Regions from separate parts of the Xenopus laevis genome. Here region 1 is linked to region 2. Evidence: chromatin contacts called from public Hi-C data. All regions are on one chromosome and are shown on one strand. The core of a region is the stretch at or near the end of the contact, and the rest is flanking DNA. Distances in the headings are between cores, read along the strand shown.

Region 1 (4,981 bases), core at 1,095-3,594, 65 kb before region 2:
TTTCCATGAGCAAGCCCAAATGCAAACATAAATTGCACAAATATGCAATCTATATTCTAAGGCACATTAAAGCGCCCATACAGGACATGGAAAGTGCACTTCATTGGATGGGGTGCTGATCCTCGCTGAAAAGCACATGGACCTAAGATCTGTTTCTTCTGAGTGCTGCAAAGCCAACTTTAAAAGGGTTCTTCACCCTCCAACACTTTTTTCAGTTCTGAATCAGCTGGGGGGTCACTGTAAACTATTCTAAATTGATACATTTAGTTGATACATTTCTTATCTTTGTCCCTGCTGAGCAGAATCCCTGAGTTTCATTAAAGGCAGCTGTTAGAACTGATACAATAGTTGCTAATATTGCACAGATGCTGCTGAGAAATGTATCAACTAATGTAGCAAATTGTCACAGTACAGAGTCTGCACCTGAATTACTGAGTTGCCAGACTGAAAAATCAGAGACAGGAAAATTCAACTTTAAACTTCACATTTAGAAAAACAGTAGAAAATAAAAAATGGAAAGCAATTGATAAAAAAAAAAAAAATCTTTATTTCTGGTGAACAATCTGAAAACAACTGAACTGAAAAAAGTGTTTGGAGGTGGGTGAAAAAGCCTTTTATGAGTTCCCAGTGGTCCTTTGGGGCTGTCTAGGATCATTTGCACAGTACAATAATATTTTCAGTGTTACTTTACTGTTTCTGTACTGTTTCTCCCTCTGATGTTACTATAGTGCAAATGTGTATGGTCCTGGGAAAGAGCAGCACTGGTTCAAGGATAGTGCTTATATTCACAGCAGGTGCTCAACAAACTCATGTTATTTGTGCCTTAAAGGAAAAATAATACCAAACAATGGAAGCATATTAAAGGAAAGACAATATAATGTACTGGTGAAACCTCTCCCCCCCCCCCGAAACGTTGATATTGTTTTTGGTGATAATATAATAAAAAACTGCAGAAAATTGGGTGAATGCAGATTTTTCGGAATTTATTAAACCAGGAGGATGGAAAAGTCTAAATCATAAAATCCCGCATCTCAGACCTGTCGAAGTTGCATATAAGTCAATAGGAGAAGTCCCAATGATTTTTATAATGTGCGCTGGGTTTTGTGCAATACCTCGAAGTTTCCGGCCAAAAATCTTGGTTTTTGGGCAACACTACATTATGGGTGTTATTTACTAAACTCCAAATGCAAAAGTCACGAAAAATTTGTGATTTGTTTTTTATCAAATCGGATTCGTAAAAAACAATGAATTTTTCGGAATTTATTAAACCAGTAGGATGGAAAAGTCTGAATCATAAAATCCGGCATCTCAGACCTGTCGAGGTTGCATATAAGTCAATGGGAGACGTCCCAATGATTTTTTGATGTGCTCTGGGTTTCATGTAATACCCCGAAGTTTTCTGAGTTTTTGCCCAAAAATCGGAGTTTTCTGGCAATACTACATCATGGGAGTTATTTACTAAACTCACAAAATCACGAAAAATTTGTGAATTGTTTTTATAAAATCGGATTTTTTAAAAATCACAAATTTTTCAGGATTTATCAAACCCTGAGTTTTCGGGCAACACTACATTAAGGGGGTTATTTATAAAAGTCCGAATTTATCTCAACATTTTCTGCTTCAAACTCCGATCAAATCCGTTCGGGGTTTTTCACGCTTATTAATTATTACATTTTCCAGAGAATTTGCTTTGCGGGAAAAAAATCTAATTTTCACAAATTTTTCAGACTTTTTCATCCGATTTTCACAATTTTTTTCTGTAATTTTCACCCAAAAACTTCACGGTACTGCCCGAAAACCCAGTGCACATGAAAAAATCATTGGGACTTCTCCCATTGACTTATATGCAACCTCTGCAGGTCTGAGATTTTCTGACTTTTCCATCCTCGGGGTTTACTAAATTCCGAAAAATTCATGATTTTTTAAAAGTCAGATTTTATTAAAAAAAAAAATCACGTGATTTTTGCATTCAGAATTTAGCAAATAACCCCCTAAATATTCAGTACTTTAGGACACTTTCATTTTTTGGTGTAACTGGTCCTTTAAGTACCTGGGTAGAACAGAGAGACCTAGGAGTAAAGGATTATGGTCCAGGAATCCCCTAATATGTGATTGGTTGTGTCTGCTTTCCATTGGTACAACCATAGGAGATTAATCCAAATATATTCAAAATGATGCTGTTGCTAAAACGGAGCCAAGTTCTCTGGGGATGAATGCCCTGTCGAGTCAAAAGGCTGGATCATAAAACATATAGCTGACTGGTTGCCATGGGTTACGGAACTGGTGCAAATTTGCAAACATTTCCTCCCCACACATTATAGCGATGCAGTTCCCGTCCTGTCCGACAGGTGTCACTCCAATTCTTAAGATGAAGTCCCACAAACCAGCCGGGGCTGAGAGCTGCAGTACGCACAGTGTCCAGTAGGGGTCGAGAGACTTAGTCCCTGTCGCTGCTCAGGCAGCCCAGATGTCTATGCGTGTGCCTGTGGTCATGTGACATGAGGCTGGGCCTGGCATGGCGGCCGTGGGAAGAGCGATGAGTTGAGACCTGGGTGATTCAATCCCCGTTGCTTTATTATCCGCTGTTACCGACGGCTCCATGGCGGAGAGAGCTTTCGACCTGTCCGCCCTCCCGAAGGAGGTGAGAGAGCAGCTGGCGGAACTGGAGCTCGAGCTGTCAGAAGGTAAGAGAGGAGTCAGCACCTCCCCGGGGATCTCAGGATCCCATTGACTGTTATGGTGGGGGGAGACACACCTCGATCTATCAGAGGCTTCTGGGAGTTGTAGTCCTACTGTCAGACATAGGATTAAATAAAGGACACGGTTCGGTTCAATGGACATGCCAGTGTAGATGGGGAAGTGTGACTGTGGGCAGCTGTACAACTACAACTCTCAACATGTGACAACCCAGCAGGATTGTTTGCTGCACAGCCCCTATTGTGTCACAGCTTATTGCCACTCTCCTGCCCTTGTACAGAGCTGTGTTACAGCATGATGCTTTATACATACACATATATATATGTTCTATAATACTCTGCACACAATCACAGCCGAGCCCTTTATATGGCAGGAAAACAGGAATAATTCACATTGCACCAGGCTGAACAGCAGTAGCAGAGTAAATAGCCTTATGCATTTCGTGCTGTTCATATTTTTATATAGAGTTCCCCCACTACTCACTGTTGGGAGTCCAGATTTTCTTTGTTATTATGGGTCGCTTCCTATGCTCCTGTTATTGGGCACATTCAGAATTAATCTGAGGATAGATCTGGGATCACAGGGCCCACCATACCTCAAAAGTTTTATGTTATGCAGGGAAATGTGTTTCCCCTTCCCCAGCCTACAGAATGAGTGACTACACAGTCGGCGTTAGCCTGGCCCACTGGCATCTTTACTGGCATCCAAAGTGCCATATTAACCACTGGGCCACGTATGCTTGTGTCATGGCCATGATGGTGAGAACAATAAGGAGAATGGAGGGAGGAAGAGAAGAGACTGGGAGAATAAAGAATGGTAGCTGAGACAGCAGGATAAATTGGTAGGAGAGTGAGTCTGTGGTTTTCTGGTGTCCCCCTGGCGCCCCAGTCCAACACTGAATGTAGCATGAGTCGTTTATGTGGACATGAGTGCAGAGGGGTGCAAGAGCGCACAACCTCCTATGTGCCTCTCAGGAATACAGTGCAGCCGAATGCATGCCTTGCTGTATTCACAATGTAGGTCTCTGCGTCTGGAGCTCAGAGACGTTGGGCAATTCTGCAGGGCAGGGGCAAAGCACAAATACATATAGGGAATTGCACCCCCAGAGTGTTAGTTAGTTCTTCTGCCCAAATTGATAGCTAGGATATTGTATATGCATTTGTTGTACTGATGGAGGAGTCAGCCTGGCACTGTATGTGGTTTCAGTAAAGAGCCTCCTGTATCTTTAGATTAAACACATTACCCTGGGAATAAGCTGGTGATTTCTGTGTAGGATAACGTATCTCATGGAGCGGCGGAATGCATTGGCATCTTATCAATAAGAGCGAATTAATTGAGGGGAGATGTGGTTTCCGTCTGGTGGTGAAACAAAGAGGCCTCCTGCTTTGCAGAGTCAGCGCAGTTGTGGCTCCGGCACAGAGAAAGGCGCCGATGTCTTTGTAGCTCCTCTTCTTCATCATCAATGTCTTAGCAGTCCTGGCCTCACCAAGGAGTTGCCTGAGATGGATGCCTGGGGTGCAATTTTGCATTTGAAGCTGATAACGGCACAGTAGGCTTAAATGAATGGCTTTATAAAGGCATTGTGTTAACCCTTTCACTGCTGTAGGTGTCATTTGGACAGAAGCAATGGCACAGAGCGTCACTCCCTGCTTATTGGTTGAGAAACCCACGTGCCTGTGTCTCATGCATCAGTGAGATTATTATGAAATAAGGACCGTGCCTGATATATTGTAATAGGAAAAGCTGTGTCCTAATAACATTAAAGCTCTAAATCACTGCTGCTCCATAAAATATTTACCTTGATATATTGTTTTTCTGTCAACATTGAGTATACTAATGGCATTTGTTATTCTGTGCAGGAAAATATGGCTTTAGGGGTTACTGTACCCAAGAAACCTTATTAATTTACATGTTTGAATTGTGAAAGCTGCCATTCTGGTTAACATCTTTGTTCTCTCACCCATAAGCTCTATTGCAAGTTATTTGCTAGAATCCACTCCCTCACGCACTGAACATTATATCTTACAGACATGGTTTTACCCAGTAGGCAGAGCAGAACAATGAAGTCCTACAGTTGATTTATACAGTTGAACCCATTTTAGTGGGGTCACATGGGACCATGCATGTCATATGGGGCAGCTGCAGGTGGCTGGGCACCCACACCCCTGAACAAATTGGAAACTGCAGTCAGAAATTTCACGGGACCAGCTTTATTAGTTTTTACCCTTTTCTTTAAAAAACAGATGTTGCATGAAAACCATATGTACTCACATGATACTAATGG
Region 2 (5,277 bases), core at 459-2,958:
AGGGAAAGTAAGAATCTTACATCACTCTCATACTAACTGGTAAATGTTTGTCAGAGCTTACTTAGGTTTTGTAAATTGTAATACAGGTATGGGACCTGTTATCCAGAATGCTTGGGACCTGGGGTTTTCCAGATAAGGGATCTTTCCCTAATATCTATCTCCATACTTTATGGCTATTCAAAAATAATTTAAACATTAAATAAACCCAAAAGGACCATTTTGACTCCAATAAGGATTATTTATATCTTCCTTTGGATTAAGTACAAGATACTGTTTTATTATTGCAGAGCAAATGGAGAGAAAAAGTGGATTATTTGGGTGAAATGAAGGCGACCTTCCCATAATGTGCCACTTTCTGGTTAATGAGTTTCCGCGTAATGGATCCCATGCCTGTATGTGGATTGTGGTTCAATTAAATGCACAACCTGGGATTATGTAGCTATCTTGATGCCCTGAAGCCTGGGGCAAACAAGAAAATGTACCAGAAGTGGAACAAATAGCACCCTACAGCTCTCTGGATCACAGGTTATGAACCTGCCAAGGAATTGGCACTGAAACCTTGTTACTCGCCCGCCTTCCAGTACCTCATGAAGGACTAGAGCTAACCCTGAAACTAGAATAACACACCCAATTTCTGAGGCTGATATAATATCACATCACAGACAACAATATGACATCACAACTGATATCTCAGGGGTAGGGTTGCCACCTTTTCTGGAAAAAAATAGCGGCCTTCCTCTATATTTATCTTTTTTCCCTATTAATAACATTGGGATCAACCATCATTTTTACCGGTCAAGCCGGTAAAATACTGGCCAGGTGGCAACCCTACTCAGCGGCTACCCTGGTGGCCTTCCACTAATCTCCTCTCTTATACAGGTAGTTACATTTAGGAGACATGTTTTTCAACATAATCAATGGATTCTCTGTGCAGGCAGTTGCATTTGGAAGACATTTCTCTGAGCACAAGCAGATGGAGTCTCTGTGCAAGCAGTTGTATTTGGGAGACATTTCTCTGAACACAAGCAGATGGAGTCTCTGTGCAAGCAGTTGTATTTGGGAGACATTTCTCTGAGCACAAACAGATGGATTCTCTGCGCAGGCAGTTGCATTTGGGAGACATTTCTCTGAACACAAGCAGATGGAGTCTCTGTGCAGACAGTTGCATTTAAATAGCTTTACAAATGCCTAGAGAGCCTGGCTTGGAACTGAACTGCACATTAGTCTGCTTAGCATCTCCTCTGTGTGCCTTGCACTGCTGCCATCATTTCTTGCCATGAACTGCCTTTCCTTCCCCAGAGCCTATCACCTATCCTTGCCTGGGGCTGCATTGTGTGGATGCCTGTTCAAAGCCTTTACTGAGTAAAGGCTGTGTACTTCTCAGTATATGGCAGATTATCTCCCCACTATGACAGAGAAATAAATAAACATTGGCTAAATATTGTAAATTAGAATCTACAGTAAATAGAAGGAAAACACAGCAACATAAAATATTTAATTGCCAAACTTTAATTGCTTACCCTTGCAAACTTTCAAGCCCCTGTATCTGACTAATGAAACGATTCTTTAAGGAAGAGCACGAGCTCAAGCTAGTGTGTGTGTTACTGTTAGACTATTTCACAGGCACTCATCTCTCATAGCTATAAAGCAGGAGAGGGTGGAGGTTGGTTGACTAGAGGCTATATGTAAATGAATGTGCCCTCCCTTATGTGGTATTCTTACTCTATCTGCAATGAGTGCATTCCGGTTAAACATCCATTGACTGATATTCCTAACCGAGACAATACATCGTCATTCTGCCACCTAGTGATCTATCTGTGTGCTGCAATGGACAATAAAGAAGAGTGTGGACATAAAGCCTTTTTGTTGTATGTAAATTTTTTATAATTAGCAGAACAATACATCAATAGAACAAACAGGTCAAGACAATAATAAATATAAATAAAAGCAAAGTGCACTTTCATTCAAGATTAAGAGCTGAATTAGGGTAGCATTGCAAAGGTTTAGAAGACTTTCTGGTGTAATAATGGCTAAGCATAAAATAACCCCAGTATTAAAATCTTCACCAGTACAGGTATGAGATCCATTATCCAGAAACCGTTTATCTAGAAAGCTCTGAATTATAGAAAGTCAGTCTCCCATAGACTCATTTTCTCTGTAATAAAACCGTACCTTGTACTTGATCCAAACTAAGATATAATTAATCCTTATTGGAAGTAAAACCAACCTATTGGGTTTAATTCATGTTTACAGGATTTTCTAGTAGATTTAAGGTATATAGATCCAAATTATGGAAAGATCCATTATCTGGAAACCCCAGGTCCCATACCTGTATTTCATTTCACAAAAAAATATTATTCTTATTTTTCTGTACATATATACATACATATACTTTTATAGGTTTTGGAATGCCAGCCATTGTTTTTCTAATCATAAGTCCATCCCCAATATTTTTAACACATTTTAGTTTTTAGTTTGTCATGGAAAACAAGCCTGGGGCTGGGCATCTTTACCCAGTTGAGTAACCCTGAGGGGCCATGTTTTTATCCCTGTAGTACCCTTGGAAATCACTGACCTGAATTGTCCTTCATGTAATTCATGCATGGCTAATTCTTTTCTCTTGTTTAAAAAAAAAAAAATCTGTTCCACCTCTTTCATACGTCCTTGTCTGACCTACAAGGAAACAAGATTTGATCCTGTCTGGATTTTCTGTGTGCATCAGCACTTTCCAGAAGCAAATATTACTTTTTTTTTCAGTTTTTTTGGATAGTTATGTAGTGCTATATTTTAGGATTAGAAATGTAAAAATAACTTGGAAAGTCCCTTTCCTTGTGAACGTTGCAGAATCAGCTTATTCCTCTGAAAATTGATATAGAACCAGGTTTACTTGCAATTTTGCTCTATAGGGAGACATTTTAGGTTATTAAAGAGGTTCATTGAAACCCAACCTAAACAGCCAGGAGTCCTTTTTTGGGGTACCGACCGAAAGCTTAAGAATCTCTGGCCAACAATATAAGATCAGCGTACAGAGCAGCATGTTTGTATTGTGTCCTCAATTATGTCCCAGTCTTCCTTAGTGTGGGCTCCATATTGGGGTTCTCTCTTAGCTACTGCTTCCCATATTGTGGGGCTGGATGGTATGATAGGCTTGAAGGTAAATTAATGTATTGAAATTATAGGAGAATGACTTTTAATGTCATGTTTTATGTTTTTTATTTTATCTGTCTCCTAAGGGAGAGAATTGCCCCAATTCTAGTCTGTGCTGCTGCACAAAAGTTATTACTTGTGGGGGCAGGCAACTCATTGTGGAACACACAAAAAATGTTTACAGGTACTTAATAAGGCGTCACAACGTTCTCCTTTTCTCTCAATGCTGTTGTTGTTTTCTCAGTAAATGTGTGTATATGTATGAGTAAGTTACAGCCCAGCTGAAATGGTATGGCAATTTATCCATTTGGATTTTGCCACAAACTTGCATATAGGGGTTGAGCACATTCAGTCAGCTGCTCTGTACTATCAGCTGCTCTGTACTGATTCCCTGTCGGCCGCTGTGGGGAGTTACAAACTGTTGTCTTTTTGCCCCCCTTCAGTTCGTTTTGAGAAACATTTTTTTTTCCTGATAATATAATAAGCTTATCTGGTCTTCTTCAAGTTTTATAAACCTGCAATGTAAATGTAACTTGTTCTTCTTGATTAAGAGGCAGACCAGTAGTCAGTCTTTATCCTTTGATACTTGTATCCCTTTATGGCACTGCAGATATTACTGACCATGTTTGCTGGACAGCAGCATCTAGTGACTAAAAACAGTAAAAACACTTGTAAAAATTAGGGTGAAATTATGCACATTTCCAGAGTGGAGAGATTGCTGTATTTAGTTTGGAAACATCAGTTAACATGATGCCACTCATACTGATCAACAGCAGGAAGGGCTTCCATTTAATCTGACTTGAGCCTCCTTAAATCTCTAGATTGATCTGTTTCTTTGTAAATGAAGAGATGCTGCCAGCCTGCTTGCTCACTGCTGCTTTCTAAAGGTGGCCATACACGGTCCGATAAAAGCTGCCGACAGACCAAGTCGGCAGCTTATTGACCTGTGTACGGAGCCCTCCGACGGGCTTCCCCGATCGATATCTGGCCAGACTAAAAATCCCTTCAGATCACGGGCGCATCTGTTCATTGATGCTGTCCCGCGATCCGACCGCCCGTTACCCATCGTTAGGATCCGATATTGCCCACCTCTTGCCAGATATTGCCCACCACTTGCCAGATATTGCCCACCACTTGCTAGTTTCACAGGTATTGGAGATACTCTCACATTACTAGTGTGTGTTGCTGATATATGTGGGGGCAAGCCACAAACTCAAACACAGTATAGAAGAGGAACCTGACAATATTGTAGGAAAATAACTATTTCTAAATATCATTTCCATTTAGGTTTCTTTTGTAAAATATGATGACAGTATATAATCTGAACAAATGAGTGGCTGTGGGTGCTTTTCTATTGATTACCTTTTTGGCATTTAGGTATCCAGCAGTGCAGCCTATTGATTTAGCAATGCATAAAAAAGCTTTGTTTTCCTACTTTGTCCGCTATTTATTGTGCTAAATGGAAGATGGTTAACCTACTGTATAAATATTGTATCTTTTTCTATTCAGTTCACTTGTAAAACTATTTTAGGGGGACATATATCTGCAATTAAATGAATGACTGAGAATTCCTTGCTAGTTATGCAACACTATCTATGAGGATTTGCATAATCAAGATGCATAAGCACGGCTTTCAAACTGCCCTCCTGGAATTTTAATTTAATTTGAATTATGGTAATTTACAAAATAATCTGGATTAGGATGGGGTCATCCTAATCCAGATTAGTTTGTAAATGACCATAATTTAATATAATCTGGCTCCTGAACATACAGTGTATTGACACAGTGATCCATTACATGAGAAAAATTAGACAGTACTGCCTTTCTTATTTACTAGCATTTACTTGACCGTACCAGTTATTTCCATTGCATGATATACAGGTATTTGCTGTGCCCCTTGCTGTGAAGGGATTAAAGCCATTTCCCTTTCACCTTTTCTTTTTGCTATAGGCTGGTTATGCCTGCTTGTTTTGATAGGCTGAGTGCAGTAAGCACTATCAATTGTATTTATTGTATTGGGGAATCTGCTATTCTTTGCACTTGTTCAGTGTAATGAAACAATGTAGGAGAAGTCAGTCTCCAGTCATGTTTCCAGGTCTTGCCAAATAACTGCCTTTAGGGTTGCCATCT

What was found. A called contact is a pair of places that touch in the nucleus more often than the background predicts.
Region 1: a Hi-C map of animal cap shows a contact between it and region 2, with 8 times the contacts expected there. The contact joins the promoter of LOC108708617 here to the enhancer-like site in region 2. A contact is called at or near these places in 3 of 4 Hi-C or Micro-C datasets (the XL177 cell line, the XTC cell line and animal cap).

What each region holds. Positions count from the first base shown.
Region 1 is chr2L:151,063,831-151,068,811 of Xenopus_laevis_v10.1, reverse strand. LOC108708617 (disco-interacting protein 2 homolog B) reads left to right here and starts at 2,344. Exons shown (of 38, transcript XM_041582566.1): 1 at 2,344-2,684. The coding sequence starts at 2,600.
Region 2 is chr2L:150,997,607-151,002,883 of Xenopus_laevis_v10.1, reverse strand. All of the region lies in intron 2 of LOC108708617 (disco-interacting protein 2 homolog B), which reads left to right. Among protein-coding and RNA genes, the nearest start is that of LOC108708617, 66 kb to the left of the region's middle. Within about 2 kb of position 1,708, at least 3 of the 7 cell types and tissues checked have an H3K27ac peak or open chromatin away from gene starts, as enhancers often do.